Regions from separate parts of the Mus musculus genome. Here region 2 is linked to region 1. A link is a contact called in public HiChIP or PLAC-seq data. All regions are on one chromosome and are shown on one strand. The core of a region is the stretch at or near the end of the contact, and the rest is flanking DNA. Distances in the headings are between cores, read along the strand shown. Region 1 has its middle 16 kb from the start of Lztfl1. Region 2 has its middle 11 kb from the start of Gm51701.

Evidence for each region. HiChIP or PLAC-seq counts read pairs in DNA pulled down with a chosen protein or histone mark.
Region 2: a contact with region 1 is called in a BATF HiChIP or PLAC-seq map of CD8 T cells, with 7 read pairs. The contact joins two enhancer-like sites. A contact is called at or near these places in 3 of 115 datasets of contacts at active chromatin or transcription factors (CD8 T cells, bone marrow-derived macrophages and microglia).

What each region holds. Positions count from the first base shown.
Region 1 is chr9:123,731,723-123,736,406 of GRCm38.p6, reverse strand. No RefSeq gene overlaps it. Among named protein-coding and RNA genes, the nearest start is that of Lztfl1, 16 kb to the right of the region's middle. Within about 2 kb of position 2,051, at least 11 of the 459 cell types and tissues checked have an H3K27ac peak or open chromatin away from gene starts, as enhancers often do. A contact at or near this core is called in CD8 T cells, where this site is marked.
Region 2 is chr9:123,933,955-123,938,515 of GRCm38.p6, reverse strand. No RefSeq gene overlaps it. Among named protein-coding and RNA genes, the nearest start is that of Gm51701, 11 kb to the right of the region's middle. Within about 2 kb of position 1,610, at least 65 of the 459 cell types and tissues checked have an H3K27ac peak or open chromatin away from gene starts, as enhancers often do. A contact at or near this core is called in CD8 T cells, where this site is marked.

The sequences.
Region 1 (4,684 bases), core at 802-3,301:
AGAATCCATTTTCAATAAAAGAAAAGAAAAGCAGTCTTCCCTATTGCTGTATTTGAAAATCTTACTCTTTTCTTCAGCAGCCACTTCATCCATCATAGTTACTTCTAGAAAGCTTTCTTTGCTTTATCTTCCCCACCAGGAGGATTGATGAGCAGGACATACCAGACCTGGCAAGATCCGAGGTTTTATATCAACATTTGTGCCTCAGTGTGTTCACTTACGATGGCATCTTTGAATCACTGGGTTCAGAATCAATTGAAGAACTTGTTAGCATCCCAATTTCTACACACTGATCCAAATTCTCAAGTGTGAGGTGGAAGAAAGTGCATCGTATCCAGCTACCCAGATCTGTACTGCTCTCAACCTTGGCCAGAGAAGCTTTTTACTGCTGTGGGTAGCAGTTAATGAAGAGATTCATATAGCTGGTCAAAGTGCTCAGAGTAAGTGACTGTAAGCACTCATCCATAGATGGGACCTCTGTATCAATCTCCCATCATCCACAGCTCGGGGATCACTGAAGAAGAGGAGACAGGATGCTAAGTGTCAGAGGAAGTAGATGATTGCAGCAAAACTTGTCTTCTGTTCCTGACATGATAGTTGCACATATGAACACATGCTAACTGTAGTTATCTGCACAAGGCCTGCATAAAATCATGCTAGTAAAAGATTCCAAGATGGAGGCAGAAGAGGCTCCTGAGGCCTAAGATCAGCTGAGTAGGTATTGGCAATTAGTGCCTTCTCTGGGATACAGAGTAGCTTTCCTTTACAGGGTAGCCACTAGCAGATTGCCCATGTCCCAGTAAACCTCCCAACAGCTATGTGCACTTGGACACCAGTGAGGACTTAGTGGTTTATAAAAAGAAGACTTGAAGCTAGAAGGGATATGTATTGGGGCGGAGAACCAGGTGAAGTAGGTGAGAAAGAGTCAAGATTGAGTGCAATCAAGATCCATTGCATACATCTATGACATTTCGAAAGAATACAAAAAAAGGCAGTGTATTCTGATAGGGATTAAGTTAAATCTATAGGTAGTTTTTGTTAGTATTGACATCTTAATAATAATAAGTCATTCAATCCATGAAAAAAAAAAACAAAAAACAAACAAAAAGAAATATCGTTCCCACTCAAAAGGCATTAAATATATCTCCATGTACATTGCATGATGTCAGAGTTGATATAAGCTTCCTCAGATAAGTTTCTGTCTTTTTCTTTTAGGAGTATCTTTGTGGAGCTATGAATTATACACTCAGCAAATGTCTCTTTATTGGAGTATTCTTGGATCCCATGATAATATTTTTCTCACCAGACTCCAATACAGACAAAACTGAGTTCACATAAAACCAAATTTCAGAACAAGGGAGGATCCAAGTATAATACAAAGCATTCTGGAAAGAGGAAGCATGCCTTTCTCACAACACAATGGTCAAATCAACTAGCAGGGTATCCGTTGTGTTTTATAAAATGAAAGAGAAGCCAGGGATATGTTTGGTGGAAGTGCAGTATGATGTGGGGAAACGGGGTGCCTCTGTGGGCCATTGCTGAGGTATCCCTTCCCCCTGAGAATAGTTTATTTAGGGCATATGGATGGGAGTTGAGGGGGCAACAGAGACAGAGAAAAGGAGAGATAGAGACAGAGACAGAGACAGGAGGAGGAGGAGCAGGGGAAGGAGAGGAGAGGAGAGGAATAGAGGAGTAGAGGCCGGCCATGAGCACGTGGAGAGAAAGGGGGAGGGGAATGGGGAGAGAGTGGTAAGAAGGTAAGGAAACAAGAGCAAGAGGAAAAGAGGGCAAGAGAGAGAGGAGGGGCAAGCAGCCCCTTTTATAGTGAGTCAGGCATACCTGACTGTTGCCAGACAACTATGAGGTGGAGCCTAGGTGAAATGCCAACAGTATCCATCTCGTGTGTGTGTGTGTGTGTGTGTGTGTGTGTGTGTGTGTGTGTGTGTGTGTGTGAGTGTGTGTGTGTGTGTTCTGCCTGCATCAAGATACAAGAGAATTCCCCCTCTGAAGGAAGGCTGCAGGCCATGCTGGGCATCCTTCCTAACCGCCAGTGACTGTACAAGCAACAAGTAGAGAATCTTAAGCCTGAGTTCAAAGGCATTGATTGGCCCACACTTTAAGAAGTTTCCAAGCCACAAAAACCATTTTTTTCCTTAGTGGCAGTTTGATCAGGTCTAGCCTTTCTTCGTTCCCATATGTCAAAATAGTAAAAACCAGAGAAGCAGTATTCCTTCTAGATAATTCCTCTAGTAAGATAGTGTTTCTTCACTGTGGCTTGAGGGGAAAACACTGCCCAGACCCAATATCATCGTTAAAAGACCAGAATCTTGTATCTTCCACACCCTGCATGATACCATAATGGGTTTCAGTTTGACTGTCTTGTATCACCTCTGTTCCCCTCCCTAAGGAGGTATGCCTGAAGAGAGATCACAGCACCATAGCACCTCACTTTGTACACAGCTCAGGTCTGTCTATCAGTCACCCTGGAGCAAAATTGAAGCATTCTCTGGCTCTTCTATGCATTTCTGGTATTACAGATGGAGGATTTGGAGGCTAACATGAATTTGTGAGTTTCTTCAAAGGAAAATCAATCCATAGAATCAGTGTGCTTAGGCTTATTACTCACTTTGGCTCTCAAGAGCAGGTACCCATCTATCTCACTATTGTGACCCTGAGCCTTAGCTGGTGCCTGGCATGCATATCACATATACAGTGTGCATTTGCTGGACAAATTAACAAACTTGGTCACCTAAACTTCATAATCAGCCATGTGTGATATTTATATCTTCAATCAAAAAGTGAGCTCCATAACAAAGATAATAACCATCAGATGGGAAATCCAACATCTGCTGTTCTTGTGGAGAATCCACATTTGGTTCCCAGAACTCAAAAAGCAAAATGCAAGCATCTGTAAGCCCAGTTCCAGGGGATCCAATGTCCTCTCCTGGCCTCAGAAGGTACGACCCATACATGTGATACAAATACGTATATGCAGGCAAACACTTATACCCATAAAATAAAAATTAAGAAGTATTTCAACCATAGCACAGAACTTTAGGCTAGCCACAAAAGGGGGAACTTTATATAGAACACATTTATAACAAGCTGAGCACTTCCCTGCCAGCTTTCAGCTTCTATGAGCAGGTTTCTTTTTTAGGTAAAAGATGAGTAAATTCTTTCAATTGGTTATACAGAAAGATGCGATTCACAAAGCCTTAGAAAGTCGTGGACCTTAAACCAGTTGCCTGTTTTAGTTTGTACTGAAAAAAAAAAATGGTGAGAGTTTTTGTTCTCAGCAATGTGCCTACTGGTTTTTGATTTTGCCTCTGGCATCAGTGTAAAAACACATGCATAAATATACCTTTGTATGCACAATACATGCAAACCAACTCTTTTAGTGCCAGCAATCTATCCTTCATCTTTCCTCTGCACACATCCAATGATCTTTCTCTTAGACTAGCAGAACATCTTCTAGTTACCAGGCAGGTATACCTGGCTAGCTTCTGACCCAGAATAGACAACCAGGCAGCAAAACACAAAGCTTAGGACTTCCTAGAGCTTTGTATCTGAACTACAGTTTTTAGTTTTACTCATAATCTACCCTCTCTCTTCACATTAAAAATAAATCCCTTCTTAAACTTTTGCCCTCTGAAGTTTCTGTCTCTGTCAGGGTTTTGTCCTTTCATTTTGAGTCTTTCAAAACAACTCCAGTGCCCACAAGCACTCTCAGTGCTGACATTGGCCTTGGGTAAGCCCCACTCCCCAGGCTTGTTTTTATTTCTGGAAGTTGTCCTTGCCTTCACACTGAAAACACTTCACACATAGCAGTGTGCTGGGCCCTGGTCAGATTTGTCACTTTCTTTAATATCTTGTCTCTAAAAAAATCATCTCCAGTAAAAGCACAGAAGAAATAGGCTCAAAGGAGAGGCAAGTGTAAACATGCTGGCAATGGACTTCTCTGGAATTGGCTGGGGAGACCTAACTTGAAAATCTCTCCTAACAGCAGAAGAAAACTAGTGATTTTCAAGATTAAAGTGAGAAAATCACCACTGGTTCCTATGGAGTGAGTAGTTCAGCCACTCCTTGTTTCCTGCACAGACCCTGAGAACTGAGTCCCCTTGCTATGCCATCGCAGCAGAGCAGGTAAAAACAGCACTCCCTCCAAGCCTAGTGTGACCCCAGCAGGCCATGTGACCCTAGTGTGACCCACTCTTAAGAGACTATGTTTCAGGACTGAAGAGATGGTTCAGTGGTTAAGAGCACTGGCTGTTCTTCCAAAAGACCTTGATCCAATTCCCAGCACCTACATGGAATCTCACACTGTCTGGGGATCTGACATTCTCACGTGGACATACATACATACAGAACACCCATGTACATAAAATAAAAATAAATAAATCATATAAAAAGAGAAAGAAAGAGACTTTTTGGTACACTCTGAAAATCTGGGTTCTCTCACTAAAATATCTGATTCTAATTGTTCTGACAAAATATAAAGTAATGAAAGATTTTGTAAGGAAGAGAAAAAAATGCATTCTGAAAAAACATTACACCCCTACTAAAAGAAAAGTGGTTCTTTCACATTTGCGGATGCTATTATTGTTAACTATGAAAAAAGGCATTTATTCCATCAGAGATAAATGGATAAACAAAATGTGCTGGGCACCCACAGTGGCCTTATACT
Region 2 (4,561 bases), core at 361-2,860, 200 kb before region 1:
GGGCCCCGTTCAGTTCTAACAGCTTACAAATTTGAATCTGCATTTCTGTCAAGTGTGAGTATTACCACTAATATAATGCAACCCAGACCACCCTGGCTACGTGAATACCTAAGTCCTACTTTCATTTGTTGAGAGGGTGAAAAGTCAAGGCTGTGAGGTGCTGCACACCTCATATTTCTCTAACAGCATTATAATCATTTACTCTAAAATACACTCATATTAACTTTGACATACTTAGACCCAACACACTGAAGGACAGTGATGCACCTTTAAGAAACTTGCAAGCTTTGGGGCTACGGCTTCCCACAAAGAGGTAAGCAGTCAATGTTTTGCAAGCAAAGCAGGAAATATGTTGAAAGTCATAACCACAGCAAAACTACCACATCAGGCTAAGAAATGTCCTCTAAATATGAAGATAGCACTTACCATCAAGGACTCAGAACCAAATTTCATGGCCTGTAGAGTAATCATCTAATCCAGTAGTTCTCAACCTGCAGATCATGATCCTTCAGGAGTTGCGTATCAACATTAAATTCAAACCAGTAGCAAAATTGCAGTTATGAAGTAGCAACAAAATAATTTTATGTTGGGGGGGGTCACTTCAACATAAAGAATTGTACTATTAAAGGATTGCTGCATTAAGAATGTTGAGAACCACTGATAACCCAAAATGGAGTTTTATGTTTGGCAATTTATTACAGAAAAAAAGCAAAGAACCACTACACCTCACTTCTACAAAAATAAGATGCACTGTGGTGAAACAGTATAGTAAATCGTAGTTTATTATCTAAAGTGTTAGATCAAAATTTGAAGATAAGGGGTTTAAAAACTACACACTATCCATAAGTTGTTAGGGGAGTCCACAGGTCTATTGTGTGGGGAAGGAGCCTCCAAGCCACATCAGAAACATCATGAAGAAGCATTTATCCAAGCAGATCCAGCACCACCCTATTCTCAAAGCCTCCAAGTGATGCATCAGGAAACTGACGTCTCAGAGGGATTCGTGTGAAAGTCCTGAAGACCCAGCACATTTATTCACACCCCAAACTGCTGTCATACTTGAGACTAGAATAAAGTCCCCAGGAAGATGTGATTTTAAGCATTCATCTGAGAAAACCTAGTTTAATGTCAGAAAGACTGTTTATTCAAAGGTCAATAGCACATCGTAAAAACTTAAGCTTCAAGATCAGAAGTTCAAGTTCAGGTCAGCAAGATGATTTGGTGAGCAAAAGTATTTGCCCTACAACCCTAACAACCTGAGTTTCATCCCCGAATCACACAGTGGGATGAGAAAACTGATTGCCAAAGCTGTCCTCTGACCTCTACACACGTGAAACGGTAATGCATATACATGTACATACATATATACTTACACAGATCATAAATAATTTTTAAGTTCAATGTCAAGGGCTTGAGAGCTGACCTTGAAATTCCCATTTATGCTTCTGTCTATTATGAATAGCTGCTTCTCAGGTGGGATGTTTCATTTGATTAATCAAAAGCAGTTGGAAGCATGCCAAGAACATTTTTTAAGAATGTCATCTGTAGAAGAGAGATGCTTCTTTGCCCACTCCCTGCATGACTCCTCTGGGTGGGTGTAGGTGTGCTGGAATGGTGGAAGGGTCATTTCCTGGGGTTTTGTAACAGAACATTTGAGCCACTTAAGCAATCAATTATGAGTCACAGGTGGGGAAGATGTGACGATCTAGCCTAGAAAGGCCTGTTTTGAAACAGAAGCTATGGTGACTGAAAAGAGCGTGTTGAGTTTCGGAATGACTAGGAAGCCCCCTTGTCTGCCTCCTTCAAGCTAAGCATCACCAGCCTCAGAAACCTTACTAGAAAGCCTTGCATACTTGCAGGGAAATGAGACGTGGGAACACCCGGTAGTGAGCTTCTCGACCATCCCTCCTCTAGCCCTATGCTTTTAGGAACCCCGCATGCATATCACCTATTCTATCTGCAATAAATAGGTTCAGGCTCAGCAGACTGATAGTATAGCTCAGTTGGTAGAGTGTTTGCCCAGGATTTGATTCTGAGAACCAAAGAAACTAAGCATCATGGTGAGATTCTGTCCTCCCAACACTCAGGAGGCAGAAGACTGGAAGTTCACTGTCATCTTTGACTATATAATGAGCTTGAGACCAGTCTTGGATACATGAGATCCAGATTCAAACAAAAAAAAAAAGCTAAAAACGGAAAAGTCTAATAATAGTTGTAAGTAATGGTAAACTAGTGCTTCCCGAGTCATCACATGTTAGTGAAACACCTAAGGATCTTATTAAAATTAGTACTCTGATTCTAAAGGTCTGGGTTGGCTCTGAGGTTTGGAGCCTCTAACAAGCTCCCATCAAAGCCCACGTTGATGTTCTCAGCACGCTGCACATTGAAGGAAGGCTTAATCAAGACACATGTTTATTCCTCACTTAGGTGCAAGAACCCTAAAGTCTGACCCTGCTGGAAACATGAAGATTATGTCATGATAAGTGCCATCAAAGATGGGAACTCTGGCTTCTGCTTCCCTGTCTTTATTCTATGATTTCCATACTTAAGATCACCTTGTGAACCAAGATGGCTCCTGGAAAGCCAGAACGCCCATGCTCCAAGCCAGAAGAGAGAGGCAACACAACGCAAGAGCGGGAGGTAATATTCTACAAACCATAGCAGCTCCTTAAGAGTTGACTTTTGTAGTAGTTCTCTATCTGCTGCTCCATCATTTGCCCACCAAGGAAGCTTGGAGAGACTAAGAAAGGTTAAGTTTTCTCTGGAACCGATGTGCTCAGCTTTAAAACTGTAAAGTTGCAATGTCAACTTCATCCTTATATCCTGCCGCTTCAGATTTGTGCCACCTACCAGAGGGAGCGTGGCTTTGGCAGCTTCTCTCCAATGTTGTTTTGAGAAGGAAAGATCTGGGCTCTGCCGTCATCATCTACATCACCCAAGAGCTACAGCTTGGAGTCAGAATGAAAGTAGGTGAAAAACTGCTGACAGCGAACAGAGCAGAGGATGGCCTCTTCTGTTAGAATCAGACAAACTGGAAGTCTTTAGGCCCCGCTTTGAAAACTGGCCTTGGTCTTGCTTCTAAGATCTGAGACCCATCTTGTGCTTCAAAGAGTAGGCCTTTTCCCCTGGGCCTGGGAGCTTCTTTGGATTCACAGAAGGGAATCGCAATATTCTGGCTAGACTGCCTGCTCCTCTTTCTCAACCCAAAGACTTGATAATGTCTGTGCTTACTCCACTTTTCTTCACGAATCCCTGGGTCCCTTCTACTTTCAATAGAATCTCAAGAGTGCTAAGGCTGAACCGCTAGCCAAGTCTGCTGTACACTCCCTGGTTTTCTCCTGCGCTTCATATCTGTATTACAGCTCTCTATCTTCCCACTTAAGAAAGACGTTCTGGGATAACGTTGGGGGAAAATCATTGATGTGACCAGGAATTATCTATGATAAGCTACTAGTACAAAGGGAGTTGTCCAGCCCAGATGGCAGCATCAACAAAGTGCTATCTATGGTTTAGATAGGGTTTAAGTATGAGCCCTAAAGATTCATGTGTTAGAGACTTGGTCTATGATGATGTGATGTGGAAGAAAACAAAGCCTTTAAAAGGTAGCTCTAAGTAGTTAGGTCGGAAGGAGGTGGCCATCAATCCCTGGAAGGAACTAATGAGATTTTCTTGGAGATCTGGATTCATTCTTGGAAGAGGGTTTTTTAAAAAGAGCAAGCCCTACCTCCTCTCTCTCCCTTGCGTTGACCACCTAAGGGGCCTCACCAGAGAGCGATGCCAATGTCAGCCTCCAGAACAATGACCTAAATAAATCTCTTTTCTTTATGAAGTATCAAATCTTGGGTATTTTTTTATAGCAAGGTAAACAGATGAACACATTAAGATAACTGGAGTCCCTCACCATGGAATGTGGCAAAAAGTCATAGGGAAACATTTGCTTGTTAGGAACAGTATAAAAAGAGGCATATTGTAAGCCTACCACAAATAGATCAATAGTGCCACAAACTCCTCTTTTCACTTGAGACAGCATCCTGTTATAAGTCCAGATTGACCTCAAACTCATGCCCCCCCCCAAACTCCTTCTGTGGCTTTTCTAGCTCCCTACAGTAATCAGAAAAGATCATAGCTATTCTATCCTATTCATATCATGAACCAATGTGTGGGATCTACAATGTGTGTGTTTCGTCCATGCTTATTTGGTGCCTGCTGTGCTATTTATCCACTCCTGACTAACATAGGGAAGTCCAAACCTAGGAAAGGAGTATCTTTCTCCTGCCTTCTGTAGAAAGGTAACATTGAACAGGCCAATGTTGAGCATCAGTCCAAAGGAGCTCAGTCATAATATTTTCAATTTAGGCTGCTGTCTTGAAGACAATTATGATTTCCTAGATGCCACAATGATTCAACCACCATAATCAAACCTCTAGGAACACATATGCTGACTTTTTTTCTCATATAAAATCTAAGCTAGAATGACAGCTGCATTTTACAAAAGTGCCAGAATTTCAGGTTAGTTGCCTCTTTCTCTGACAATTCCAGCGCTGTCCTCATCTACATTGTC